Linked DNA regions of Zea mays: region 2 is linked to region 1. Evidence: chromatin contacts called from public Hi-C data. All regions are on one chromosome and are shown on one strand. The core of a region is the stretch at or near the end of the contact, and the rest is flanking DNA. Distances in the headings are between cores, read along the strand shown. Region 1 holds the start of LOC103638140 (serine/threonine-protein phosphatase 2A 65 kDa regulatory subunit A). Region 2 holds the start of LOC100277024.

Evidence for each region. Hi-C and Micro-C count contacts between places; a contact is called where the count stands out from the background.
Region 2: a Hi-C map of tassel shows a contact between it and region 1, with 4 times the contacts expected there. The contact joins the promoter of LOC100277024 here to the promoter of LOC103638140 in region 1. A contact is called at or near these places in 4 of 25 Hi-C or Micro-C datasets (ear, endosperm, leaf and 1 more).

Annotation. Positions count from the first base shown.
Region 1 is chr9:26,082,531-26,088,993 of Zm-B73-REFERENCE-NAM-5.0, forward strand. It overlaps LOC103638140 (serine/threonine-protein phosphatase 2A 65 kDa regulatory subunit A), which reads right to left and starts at 2,626. Exons shown (of 13, transcript NM_001347218.1): 1 at 2,479-2,626; 2 at 1-327. The coding sequence starts at 309. LOC100273408 (AAA-type ATPase family protein) reads right to left here. Exons shown (of 13, transcript NM_001147845.1): 8 at 6,183-6,306; 9 at 5,408-5,457; 10 at 4,563-4,653; 11 at 4,400-4,435; 12 at 4,216-4,316; 13 at 3,666-4,016. The coding sequence ends at 3,900.
Region 2 is chr9:26,279,087-26,286,541 of Zm-B73-REFERENCE-NAM-5.0, forward strand. LOC100277024 reads left to right here and starts at 5,752. Exons shown (of 7, transcript NM_001407164.1): 1 at 5,752-6,078; 2 at 6,165-6,270; 3 at 6,382-6,459. The coding sequence starts at 5,831. LOC100276116 reads right to left here and starts at 5,625. Exons shown (of 5, transcript NM_001149985.3): 1 at 5,362-5,625; 2 at 5,191-5,261; 3 at 4,784-4,983; 4 at 4,543-4,669; 5 at 3,982-4,455. The coding sequence starts at 5,533. The coding sequence ends at 4,330.

The DNA.
Region 1 (6,463 bases), core at 1,376-3,875:
ACGGACACAAGTTTCTTCTACTGTACACAATGTTTCCAAAGGGGGAAGCAAAACATGAGCATGTTCTACACCCCCAACATAAGGAATGAACACACCCAATTCCTCAGCCATTGCAAGAAGCACCTCATCTTCATCGTCATTGTTTTCACTAAGAAAGGGAATCAGCTCCTTCCTGGTTCTTTCTTCTCCAAGAGCCCGTGCAATTGTCGAAAGTCTTCTAATGGAGTTTAGACGCAACTGGATGTCCTCATTCTTAAGCTCATCAATCAGTACAGCAATTGGGTACAGAGGCTCATCAATCATAGCCATCAGGTATATCAAGGATTGCTGAATTGGTAAATGAGGACACAGCATTAGAAGCTTTGTAATTATATAAATTCCCAAGAAAAAAAAACTTTAACACAACTTTGGCTGCATAAGAGCATCTCCAACAATATGGCTCGAAACACTACTGTTATGGTCGCTAGATCGGTGAGGGATTGGAGAGGGGGTATCGATGGGCAGGAATGTCGGCCGGGGGCCTCTACCCACGGCCGAGCAAGAGGAGGGTTTCTCCCTTCTAATTCTTGTCTGCTTTATTTCTCATCCATTGATTACATAAATAGGCCGGTTGGCTGCCCCTATCTAGCTAGAGATCCTTATCTCCTAAAAACTCTCAACAAACTATTAACTGATAACCTTCCTAGATAATCTCAACTAATCTTCTAATCTTATCTCTAACTATCCTTATCTAATCCCCCTTAGGGCCCATGGCTGCTGCTACCGCAGCCCCTCTGTGGGCCTCCTTAGGTCCTGACAACTACCCCAAAAATTAAAATGCTACATCATTTAAAGTATTTAGGGCACTAACAACAACTTGGACTCCAACAGTTAAGCCCTAAATCATATATTTTAGTAAATAAATTACATTACATTATTAGGAAAGAAAAGATTAAGGATAGGACGTGAAAGGGCCTCTAGCTGAGTTGGTTAGGTGGTCTGAGTAGCACTCCTCAGGTCCTGGGTTCGACTCCCCCGTGGGAGCGAATTTCAGGTTGTGGTTAAAAAAATCCCCTCGTTTGTCCCACGCCAAAGCACAGGTCTAGGGCTCAGCCCCGGCCGTGGTCGTTCTCACATGGGCTTCGATGCCGCTGTGTATGGGTGGGGCAAGGGTTCGGGGGTTTTCTCGACCTGTGTGAGAAGGTCTTCTTAATACAATGCCCGGGGGCTGTCTTACCCCCCGCAGGTCGAGTTTTAAGATTAAGGATAGGACACTAATCTGGGGTGTAATATATTTGGGTCACTTCATGGTGTGCCCTATATTTTTTCGTAAAAGATTGTAAAATAGGCACTGTTGGAGCTGTTTTTATGAGTTGAGCCCTATATTTCAAAATAGTGCACTGATTTAAGGCACCGTTAGAGATGCTCTAGACAAATAGAAGCAGAATAGAAACAAACGTTTGGTTAAAATATACAAAAAAAAAGATCTCTGATGCCATAACCAAAGAAATAGATGCACCAAACTATTGCAAACTTATATAACTAAAAGTTCCCTGGGATTGGCTTTCTTGAACAACACAAGAATACTACTGTCATACACATGATCCAAATAAAATTAACAAATTCATGTTGACAAGTAGAACATCACAGATTACTTCGAAGAGTCAAATATTCCATAACATCATCTATGGAGGTGAGTCTCAACTACCCAATTAAAAATGACATGGCCTTCAGTTCAAACGATAATAATTGGTTGATCCAGCAAAAAAAAAAAATGCCCCGCAAAGATGCCTATTAAATATGGTTCCAGGAAAGAAACAACATCACTTGGCATCCGAGCATTCTGAGAAATTGAATCAAGTTCAGGCAAATGCTCCAAGTAAAATTTGGCATGAATTGATCTGGTCGTTTGGGGTCCCCAGGGGGTTCTATTTATAGATTTCCTCTTGTTTGTTTGCTTTTCATTCTCACTCAGGCGGCATGGAGAAGATGTTTCTGAAATCTGATCTATGTAACGACATATTCAGCTCCAGAATTAAATTTGCACGTTCGCGGATCCTGAATAAATGAGCGAATTTCGATACGACGAAACGAGGTGAATAGCTGATGCGCACAACGAGACGGGCAACAGACGCCACACGCGATCTACTCATCTACGACACACCACGAGCAACGGTTGATCCAAATCACTAGCTACCGACGTACCTAGCAACCAACGCCACACAGCCTCCGATCCGCGAGAAGAGAACTCAGACTAGGGCGTCGCAATCATTACAAAACCAGCGCAATCGACCAAACAACAGCCCAGATCTAGGAGGGGAACCACACGTGAACGCGCGAATGAAGAAGGCCTGAGCTCCAGACCGACGACGGTAGCAGCGGCGGCGGTATTGAGGGTGCGGGCGTGGCGATCGGAGGTGGTCGAGCGAGCGGGGTGAGGGGCGCAGATCTAGCTGTGGAAGGAGGGGGAGGGAGAAGAGGAGCAGGATCTGAACTGACCTCGCGGGGTCTGGATCGGGCTCTTGCCCGGCTGCTTCGCCGACGGCGTGGGGGTCCGGAGAGGGGGCAGGGTAGGAACGCCCGAGGCGTCGCCGCTGAGAGAAGGGGGCGGGGCGAGGAGCGAGCTGGCGCTGCAGAATGCGACGGGGGAGGAGGGGACGCAGTGGATGTCGAGGCCTGTGGGGCGTGCGAAGTGGGCCTGGGCCTGAAAGGGCGGTCGACCCGTTCTCAGATACGATCCGCTCTTGTTAGTCCTATGGACGGGAGGGAGACTTCGCTTGGGGTTGGAGCCCAGGAAAAACTCAGGCGGCATGGAGGCCCAGCACCCGTCTCACTGGCAAAGTGGCAATACGCAGAGGCGGCAGAGCACTGCGCGTCGAGCAGTGCCTGCATCTCGCCACGTTTAGCTTCTTGAGTTGCAGGACAAGGGGCCATGTCCAATGATTATTTTTGCACTGTAGACAGACTACTGTTTATAGAGTAGAGGCGAAATAGAAGATGAGTAAACTGCTAGAAATAGCCTAATCTGCGTTTGGTAGCACACCTAAACACCCTTTCAACCCCCTCCCCCACAACAATTTGGACACAAACGTGTCCGCACCCGTCATTATTGGGGTTTGCCTAGGGGCTGGAGCAACAAATCGGCCGACAGCCGGCTCCGTGCCTCAAGCTTGCAGCGACACCACCCTAAATTTCAACTGTTTGTTAAAATATATACGAGTCATTAAGCATGTAGGTTTTGTGTTTGTCTTTTTACACAACGACGATACTTCGATTTCGCCCTCGGCGGCCCAGAGCAGCTATGGGCTAATAATAACACATATACGAGTCATTAAGCATGTAGGTTTTGTGTTTCTTTTTACACAACGACGATACTTCGATTTCGCCCTCGGCGGCCCAGAGCAGCTATGGGCTAATAATAACACATATACGAGTCATTAAGCATGTAGGTTTTGTGTTTCTTTTTACACAACGACCGGCTTGTTCGCTGCGGCTTGCTGCGGCTGCAATCCGGCTGCGGCTGCGGCTTCTACAGTATTTTTCTCTCTATGGATTGCAGCTGCAGCAGTCCAAACAGCTGCAACAGTGTCGGCTTGCAGCCTGCCGAACACGCCCGACGATACTTCGATTTCGCCCTCGGCGGCCCAGAGCAGCTATAGGCTAATAATAACACACACTAGAGGTTTGTTTTTTTAAATAACTTGGGCAGCGGCATTTCAATGGGTATACATATAGGGCTGTTCCCAGCATTATATTGTACCTTCTGCTTCTGTTGAAGACGCGCTGTCCAGACTGAGGACGCATCGATGGCCGATGGGCGCGTGTGTGTGTGTAAGCCACCATGTGTGTGTGAGACATAAATCATGTACATCTGGAAATAGGGCCGCTTGATCATCATCATCAGGCAGCGCGCGTCTCCGTCAGCTCGAACCGAATTCCTCGTTCCAGTTCTCCAGCTCGTCCCATTTGCTCTTCTGCAAGCTTGGCCTGATCACCGTCATCGCGTTCTTGAAGTCCTCGTACCTCAAAGGTCGCAGCTGGAGATACGAGATTAGAAACCGAGGGTTAAGTGCTTCGTACACTGACATTCCAAAGTTTCGCTGGGAAACAACCACTTATGTAGGGTATGTTATCTGTAAAGATACTACAGCTAGAAGTCCATTTAAGCTTCTGTTTTAACAGTGAAAAAAACTCAGAACGAGTGAACTTTATGTTCAGACTGTTTAAAACCCGTACCTGATTTGCTTTGATAGTAAGAATATTTTGTGGACCGAGCTCTCTTATTGGCATCATTGCAGCTTCTTCACACAAGGCTCTCAGGTCACTTCCAGAATACCCTACAAACAAAACCGTCAGGAACCAGGACCACATAGCCCATGTTTTCAGAACAGCCATACATACTCGAAAGGAAACACAATACCTTCGGTCTCCACAGCAAGTCTTTCAAAATCATGGTCTGTCAGGAACCAGTTCCAGGTTAGCTACTGTGCCAAACGTTTTTTTTTAAAAAAAAGGCTGTCCTACATATACAGCCACTACGATCAAGCAGTTATCAAGAGAAACCTGGGAACTGGAGCACTTACTCGACAGTTTGAATGATTGTCCTTTGAGCTGATTTTTCAGAAGTAACCTTCGTACATTTGGATCAGGTAGTGGCACATATATTCTTTTTACCTATCGGATAATCAAAACAGTGGTATTCAAGATATAGAGAAGCAAGGCAACATAGTAGGGTATTAATGAGACAATAAGTGTGCAGCAAATCATCAATCGTCCCAAGGCCAATCTATCAACTCCTGACCCATTCACTGACTAATACAGTAACAGAACAGAATAATGGTGCTACAGTACCAATGAATTGCATGTCGCATCATCAATCATCCTTTATAGTAGCCATCTACTTCACTAAAAAATATTGACAAACTCAAGTTGCTATTGTAACTAGTCCTCTAACTGTCGTTTTTTCCATTCTCAGTTACAGAAAATTTCTCACAAAGGCTAATGCAATAAATTGAGGCAAAGGTATTTAAGGAATCAGGTGCATAGCTTCCATGCGTAACAAACTCTGAACCCAACAAAAAACAGTAAAAAACTGGGACGGGGAGACCGCCCTCCCGGTTTTCTGATAAAGATGGAACCCGAACCATGGTCCTGTCCTAGAAAACCCCCGAACCCTGCCCTCCTGTCACTAACGGGCCGTCTCAGGTTGTCCACACTGCAAAGGCCCACCCCAGGCCTGAGGCGGCCACAGCCGAGCCGCTCCCCGAGAGTGGGCGAGGGGCAGCGAGGGGATTTTTTGGTGAGAAATCGGGGGTTCGAACCCCCGACCTGGTGAAAGGCCAAGGCCACCTCCACCGCCCGGGCTCTAGCACCCGGTCCTCAACAAAAAAACAGCACCACACCATTTAAATGTCAGAATAGATCTTACCAGCCTTCGAAGAACAGCATCATCCAATTCTTGAGGTTTATTAGTAGCCCCTGGACAGAGAATTGGCATCAATAAAATATAGATAAAAGTCTAAAACAAAAAAAGAATAATTCAGCATTAAAAATCAATAACACCTATACAGATAATGCCCTATCAAATAGGATCCGTGCACAGTGCACTGCACACAGCTCATCTAGAGTTGTCTTCTATAAAATCAACCGCTATATACAGATGACAGAAATAAAGGTCATATTGCGGTAAAGCAAAGAACAATCACTAGTGGTCACCAAAAAAGCTGAAAAGGTAAAGTGGCGTCTTGACTAATTTAGTGATGACAGCTCCTGCCCTATATGGCTGAAAACTGCTTCAGAAATGATGGAGCACGGAATTGACACATCAAGAAGCAAAAATACAAAGCAAAATTTCCACATGTCCTAGCTAAGGTTACTTAGGTAATGGAAACCAAATACTAGGAGTTGAAGTTTTAAGGGTCATTTACATTGAAATTGAAGTGACTGCCAAATACTGGATATCAAATCCAAAACAACAGAACTGGAGCAAATAAATATTTTAATATGAGGGTTTCAGGATTATCGAGTCGTAAGCTAGACTTACAACTGCACATGTAAGATGTATCATATATTTAGCTAGATCCAATGAGTTTAAGCTAGACTTACAATTGCACATGTAAGATGTATCATATATTTAGCTAGATCCAGACATATAGTAAAAGCTAAGCATAGGTAAACAACTAGAGGAACATAAAGATGCTAACCTATAACAATTACTAGATCATCTGGGTTTGAGGACACCCCATCAAACTGGATAAGAAATTCAGATTTCAGACGCCTGCTAGAGTCATTCTCATTAGCTAACCTTGTAGACATGACACTATCAATCTGCAAAGTAAAAAACAGCCACCATAAAGAGGTGTCAGCCTTCAATATTACAAGAAAACAACTCAAATATGATAAATCTATAAAATCACCTAAGTAAATGCAGATCAATACAGTAAGAATATCACATGGCAACTGAACTAATAGAAAATACATACAT
Region 2 (7,455 bases), core at 4,502-7,001, 200 kb after region 1:
TCATTTTCCTTCTCCCCTTTCTCTCTCTTGCTACAGGGACCGGGAAAGGGGATATTCTGAAAGGGATCCTTCTCCGCGAAGGAAGCGGGCCCCGAGCCCTCTTACTAATCAGGGGTTCGAAGGCTGGCCCCTCGGAAGGGTTTTGACAGCCGCCTCAGAGCACTCGGGCTCCGCGCCCACTACTGATTAGAGGTTCGAAGGTTGGCCCCTCGGAAGGGTTCGACAGCTGCCTCAGAGCACTCGGGCTCCGCGCCCACTACTGATCAGGGGTTCGAAGGCTGGCCCCTCGAAGGGTTCGACAGCCGCCCCAGAACATGCAGAGCGAGGGATGACTCTGGGTACGTCCAATACATGGCCGAGGCTCGGGCTACGCTCCCGAGGTACCCTAGGACATTTCTGAGACCAGCAGGAGCGATTCTGTAACGGAATCCCATCAGAGGGAGTCATCGAGCCCTCGGACCCTATCAAACGGGACCGGGTCCGGCAAATCACCTGCAGGTACTTTTGGAGCGCGCCTCTGGGCCACTAGCCGACCCTTATCGAACGGGGCACGGGCGTCCACTCGGATCACCCGTTAGCAACTCACTGGAGACACCATGTTCAGCGCCCCCCAGGGGCAACATGGCGCTTTCCCCCCCTCCTTGCAGAAAGGCGACGAAGGGGCGTATGATAAAAGCCGAGTCAGTCCTCGATCGTCCTCTCGCTCCGTGCAAAGGATCGGGGGCTGCTCTCGCAAACCTGGCTACGGCCAAACCGTTGACAGCGTCAACATACCAGCCCGAGAACTCGGAACCCGACCATACACCCGGGCTACCATCAGATCGCATAAGGGAACAACCAGACCGGCCAAGGCATCACGAAAGGCATTAAGACCTCGGAGGAGTCAAACCACTCCTCCGAGGCCTCGGGGGCTACACCCGGCGGGTGCGCTCGCGCGCACCCACTGGAACAAAATGTAACCGAGAAAGGCCGGTCCCCTTGCAAAAAAAGTGCGACAAAGCCTCCAAGCGAGTACCAACACTCCCTTTGAGGCTCGGGGGCTACTGTCAGGGACCATAATTAGGGGTACCCCCAACACTCCTAAACTTGGCTGGTAATCACCATCAGCACAAGCCGCAGAGCCTGATGGGCGCAATTCAGGTCAAGGCTCCGTCCACTCAAGGGACACGATCTCGCCTCGCTCGAGCCTAGCCTCGGGCAAGAACAGCAGACCCAGGAGGATTCACGCCTCGCCCGAGGGCCTCCTCAAGCAACGAGCGCACCCTCGACTCGCCCGAGGCCCAGCTCGGGCAGGCTTCGCACTGAAGCAACCTTGGCCAGATCGCCTCGCCAACCGACCGTATCGCAGCAGCATTCAATGCAAGGATCGCCTGACACTTTATCCTGAGGCACGGTCCTCAGTCGACAGGGCCGAAGTGACCGCAGTCACTTCTCCCCTCCACTAACTGACCTGACAGGAAAACAGCGCCGCTCGCCCCTCTCCGACTGATGTGCCACCCACCAAGGTGAGACTGACAGCAGCTGAGTCCAGCCCCAGGCGCCACAGGAAGCTCCGCCTCGCCCGACCTTGGGCCTCAGCCTCAGGAGAAGTCTCTGCCTCGCCCGACCCCAAGGCTCGGCCCCCGCCTCGGCCTCGGAAGATGGACTCCGCCTCACCCGACCCCAGGGCTCGGCCCCCGACTCGGCCTCGAAAGATGGACTCCGCCTCGCCCGACCCCAGGGCTCGGCCCCCTCCTCGGCCTCGGAAGATGGACTCCGCCTCGCCCGACCCTAGGGCTCGGCCTCGACCTCGACCTCGGGCGGAATCACGTCCTCGCTCGGCCTCAACCTCGACCTCGGAGGAGTTTCCGCCTCGCCCGACCTTGGGCTCGGACCGACCACGCCACAGGGGGGATCATCATTACCCTACCCCTAGCTAGCTCAGGCTACGGGGAACAAGACTGGTGTCCCATCTGGCTTGAAGGAGGAAGAGGATTCCTCCTTGTGCTTGTGGCCGGACTCTCTCGAGTGTGTTCTTCCGAGCTTGCGGACTTGTCGCCGGTCCCGATCTCCCTCTTGGCGGATGCTCCCGACATCACTTCGAGTGGTTAGACTCTAATGAGGTACCGGGCTCTGATACCAATTGAAAGTCGCCTAGAGGGGGGGTGAATAGGCAAATCTGAATTTTATAAACTTTAAACACAATCTACAAGATGGGTTAACGTTAGAATTATAATCGCGTCCGAAAGAGAGGGCGAAAAACAAATCACAAGCAAATGAAAGCGGATGACACAGTGATTTGTTTTACCGAGGTTCGATTCTTGCAAACCTACTCCCCGTTGAGGTGGTCATAAAGACTGGGTCTCTTTTAACCCTTTCTCTCTCTCAAACGGTCACCTAGACCGAGTGAGCTTTTCTCCTTAATCAACGGGTCACTTAGACCCCTTACAAGGACCACCACAACTTGGTGTCTCTTGCTTGATTACAAGTTGCTTGAGAACAAGAATGGAGGAAGAAGAAAAGCGATCCAAGCGATAAGAACTCAAATGAACACAAATGTCTCTCTCTCACAAGCCGCTAAGTCTTCGGAATAAGTTTGGGACTTAGAGAGGATTTGATCTTTTGTTTTGTGTCTTGGAGTGAAGTATAGAGCTCTTGTATTGAATGCAATGACTGAAAACTTGGATGCCTTGAAGTGGTGGTGGTTGGGGGTATTTATAGCCCCACCCACTAAAATAACCGTTGGGGAGGCTGGCTGTCGATGGGGCGTACCGGATACTGTCCGGTGCGCCAGCCACGTCACCCAACCATTAGGGTTCGACCGTTGGAGCTCTGACAGATTGGGGCACTGAACAGTCCGGTGCCGCACCGGACAGTCACTGTTTACTGTTCGGTGCGCCTTCTGGCGCTGCTCTGACTCTGTGTGCGCTGTCCGCGCACTGTTCACATTCACTATTCACTTTTGCAGACGACCATTGGCGCAGTAGTCGTTGCTCCGCATGGCACACCGGACAGTCCGGTGAATTATAGCGGAGTGGCTCTCCAAAAACCCGAAGCTGAGCAGTTCAGAGTTGATATCCCTGGAGCACTGGACACTGTCCGGTGGTACACCGGACAGTCCGGTGTGCCAGACCAGGGCAGCCTTCGGTTGGTTTTGCTCCTTTCTTTTTGAACCCTAACTTTAACTTTTTATTGGTTTGTGTCGAACCTTTGACACTTGTAGAACTTATAATCTAGAGCAAACTAGTTAGTCCAATTATTTGTGTTGGGCAATTCAACCACCAAAATCATTTAGGAAAAGGTTTTACCTTATTTCCCTTTCAGTCCGGACACGTGTCGGCTCCGGAACCCCACCTGGCCTTGATTAAGGCCTGGGTATTCTTTGTCCCAGAATCCCGGGACCATGCTGTGAGTGGCCCGGACCCCACGCAGAGGGGTCCAGACCCCATCCGGAGGGTCCGGTCTGCACCCATGGAGGTCCTGGACCTTATCCGGAGGTCCGGTCTGCATATACAGGGGTCCGATACTTTCTCATGGGGTCCGGACCCACTGTTGTTACCTTGGAGTATATTGTCTTCTCTGGCTACGTGGCGGCCCCAGAGCCGTCCACGTGGTGAGGTCGGATGCTGCTCACTACGCGACTAGAGATAGTCGCGTGGGCACCGCGTCTTCATACTGTAGTAAGGGGTACCCTGTTTCAGGGTACCGACAACAACCATTTGCGTTTAACAAATATTTCTTCAATGATGAGGCGAGACCCCGCATCTGCTTGGGGAAGGAGTTTGCATATAGGCAGATGAAGATAATGGTAGCCACCCTGATACTGTGATACACTTCTTCAGATGAATCCAAGGATGCTACATACAAAACAATGTCTACCCTCCACATGGATAAAGGGCTCCAGTTGTATGCATACACACGTTCAACTTGAAATGCCAAAACAATATTTTTTTAATCCTTTGTTACTGTTGAAGACATGTACATATTCCACAACTATACATTGGGGAGGTTGGAAGAAAAACTCACTGAGTATAGATATCCTGAAATATTAGTTGATTATGCTCCAATTGCCACATCAAAGAATGGACTTGAACCAAATATGGGCAATTTTCCAAAATCCAAGCCACTGATCAAACAGTCAGCATTTTCTTTCTTAATCACATAATACCCTATTGGCAAGAGCACAACAATGATCCAATTGGAAAAACAAACACACAAAAGAAGAGAGGAAATCCAGACAGGAATATTTGTTCGGAATTGCCTACATGAGAGTACAAATTACACAATTGATACTCTAAACTTCTCTGATATAAACAGAGTAAGTTTGACAACGATAAACAGAGAAAATATCTATTGTGATTCTGCTAGCGTTGGAAGCTGCAGTCCAGGCCTCGATGTCCAGCCTTTGATATATCTGTAATTCTCAATTGCCTCTTTCCTCAGCATCTCGCGAGAAGCATCTGAAGCACTCTTCACCTATAGAAGTATAGAACCATCGATGTGTAATCCAGAATACAGATCGCACAAAAGGATTCATGTAGAGCCATGTGGAGAAGTAACTACCTTCGGGAATGACAATTTTGGTGGAGCCACAACAACTTCACCAAATTTGACTTTCTCGCGCCCAGGAAAGTCTGGTAGAGTTTCTGTCTTATTGTCCTTGCGCTTCTTTTTCTTCTCATCCAGGTGCCTAAGTTCATGGAAGGGCATGTCACTATTGTTTACATCTCCTACTAATAATGACATAACAACGGAGTTTAGATCAAATGCATAAGGGCAGTAGCTGCAGTACTAGAGAACTCACTGCTTCCTCCTCTGCTTCTTCGAGGCTGAGATGTTCTTGTCCAGTTCCTCGAAACGAAGGTCCTTAACATTTCCCCTCTTTCTCTTCCCCTTACTTCCCTCTGCATTCACATCCTCATTGGCAGCTGAACGTTTATCATTACCTTTAATATCTGATGCTTTGCTATCAGCAGGAACCACCAATGCCTGCTTCTTGGTTTTCTACATGAACACCATAAAAATTGAATTGAAGATAAAAAAACGCGAAGAAGTTAGCGCATCACATTCTTAACAGCATCTATTGCACAGACAACTGGCAGGCAACCATGAACCACAACAACACATGGTATGAATCAAGTAAACTGCAGTGAAGTGCGGGGCTGAGGACAAGCAGGGCCGAATTTTACTCTTACTCTACCCAGGAACTACCTTGTCCTTTGCCTTGTCTGTTGCTAGCTTGTTCTTCCTTAACCCATCGTCTTGCTTCTTGGGAGCACCTCCTGTGCAGCAATCATCACCACACCACCACCACGAGCACAATGTCAGGTCAGGGAGCAGAACAGGAGATTGGGCAGACCATCTATGGTCTAATTGCAGCACCTGAGGACGCGTCAGCATTGGCGTTGTGCTTGTTCTGGAAGGCGATGAGGCGGCGGAGTTTAGTCGGGATGGCCTCGAGCTCCCTCTGCTTTGGCGGCGGGGGCAGGCACGGTACCCCGCCGTGCGCCGCCCGGAAGTTCTTCTCCCTCCGCCGCTGCCCCTTTCCCGGCATCTCCTCCTCCGCCCGCTCGCTCGCTGGTTTGTTCGTTGCAGGCTAGCAGCCGCCGCCGTCTGCGCTGTGTTGCGGCTTGGTGGGAGAGACGAGACGAAACGAGGGCAGTAGCGTTGTGCTTAAAATGGGCTAGGCAAAAAGCCATGTGGGCTTAAAAGCTACACGTGGGCCTGCCCGAGCTTTTAACCTCACAAGGCTTTTGCTCCACGTGCATGCTCGTTGGGATCACTTTCCGCCGGCCCATCGAGATTGGTAATTGCTCTACGTGAACGAAGCTTCTGGAAACTCGCTGGCCCGATGGCATCGGAGGCCGCGATTGCTCGTGCGCAGTGCCTCCTTCGCTTCCGCCGCTGGTCGCCACTGCCGCTTCTTCCTCTCCCTTCCCCTCCCGCTACCACACGAGCAGCTTCCTGCCGCCGCAGCGTACGCATGGCCTCGTCGGACGGCTCTGCCGCGGCCCTGCCCAGCGCTACCGTCGATGTGCCCGGCGCCGGGGCCCCTGTCCTCGTCGTGGGCGCGCCGGGGCTCCCCGAGGCTGACTTCAGGTCAGCGTCTGTGGTCCCCTTCTCCGGTCCCGTCTGATGGAAAGCTCGCTCACGCGTTTGCTGGCTGTGGGCTCTGATAAGCGCAGGAACGCGGTGGAGTCGTCGCTGTTCAAGCAGTGGCTGCGGAACCTGCAGTCGGAGAAGGGCGTCCTCACCTACGGGAGGCTGAGCCTCACGCGGGTTCTCATCCAGGTGATATGCGTTTCTGCTGCTGGCTCGTCGAATTGTTGTTGTGCTCTGTGATTGATTGATTGGATGACGTTTCTCAATTTGCGCTCGATTGCGTCTGGATCTGCGATGCAGGGCGTTGACATGTTCGGGAAACGGGTGGGCTTTCTCAAGTTCAAGGCTGATATCGTGGACGAGGAAACCAAAACCAAGGTGATTGCTTGGAATGTTGCTGCTACTGTGCTATTGTCGTGTGGTCATTTAGGACTAACAATAATGGTCTGGGCAGTCCAAATTGTCTTATCGGAGTTTGATTGAGGGGGTGTAGGGACTAATTTTTAGTCACTTATTTTTTTTTTCTATTTTAGTCCTTAAATTGCCAAATACAGCGTATTTGTTAATTTAGGGACTTAAATTGAATAAAATAGATGTACTAAGGCCCCATTTGGTTCCATTAGTTCTAGGACTAAAGTTTAGTCTAAGGACTACCCTGTTTGGTTGTAAGGACTAAACAGATTCTAAATACATTAAATTCAACACATAAAAACCAAAATACCCCTTTTCTTGTTTTCTGTGTATGACGCTAGTTTTCTAGTCAAGAGCAATTGGAGTAAATGTTGTCCTTTTAGCACCCATGTGAGGGACTAGAGACTAAAGCCAATTAGTCCCTATTTTAGTCCTTTTGTTTGGCAACATAGGGACTAAAGATTAGTCCATCTAACCAAACAGTGCCTAAAAATTAGTCCCTAGAAACCAAACACTCCCTTATAGTAGCTTGAGGTATTTCTCCTAGACTCCTGTTAATAAGCATATACATATGTGATTGTACTTTTCCTTTCCCCCTTTATTTACAATTGATAAGGCACTACATACTGGTGAGGAGCAAACGAGCAGAGGTACATGGGTGCTTCGGGTCGATGTGGCTCAGCCTTTGCTTATGAATATTTAGGCTGAAGCACACCTGACACATGTGTAGTTCACTAGTTTGTGATGACGTTGCTTTTGGGACGGAATGTTACACGTGCCATCATAGTCTGAAGTGTTGGACAGGGATAGTCGCCTATGATTATTGTGTATTGATAGGACCCCAAGGGTCAACATATATAGGCAGACAGGAGGGGAGGAAACCCTAGGGCTGCCGCCTACAGGAGGATGGCGGCAGGACAGGGGGAAAAACCTCCCAACAGAGGTGGCGCAGCACCTATGGGC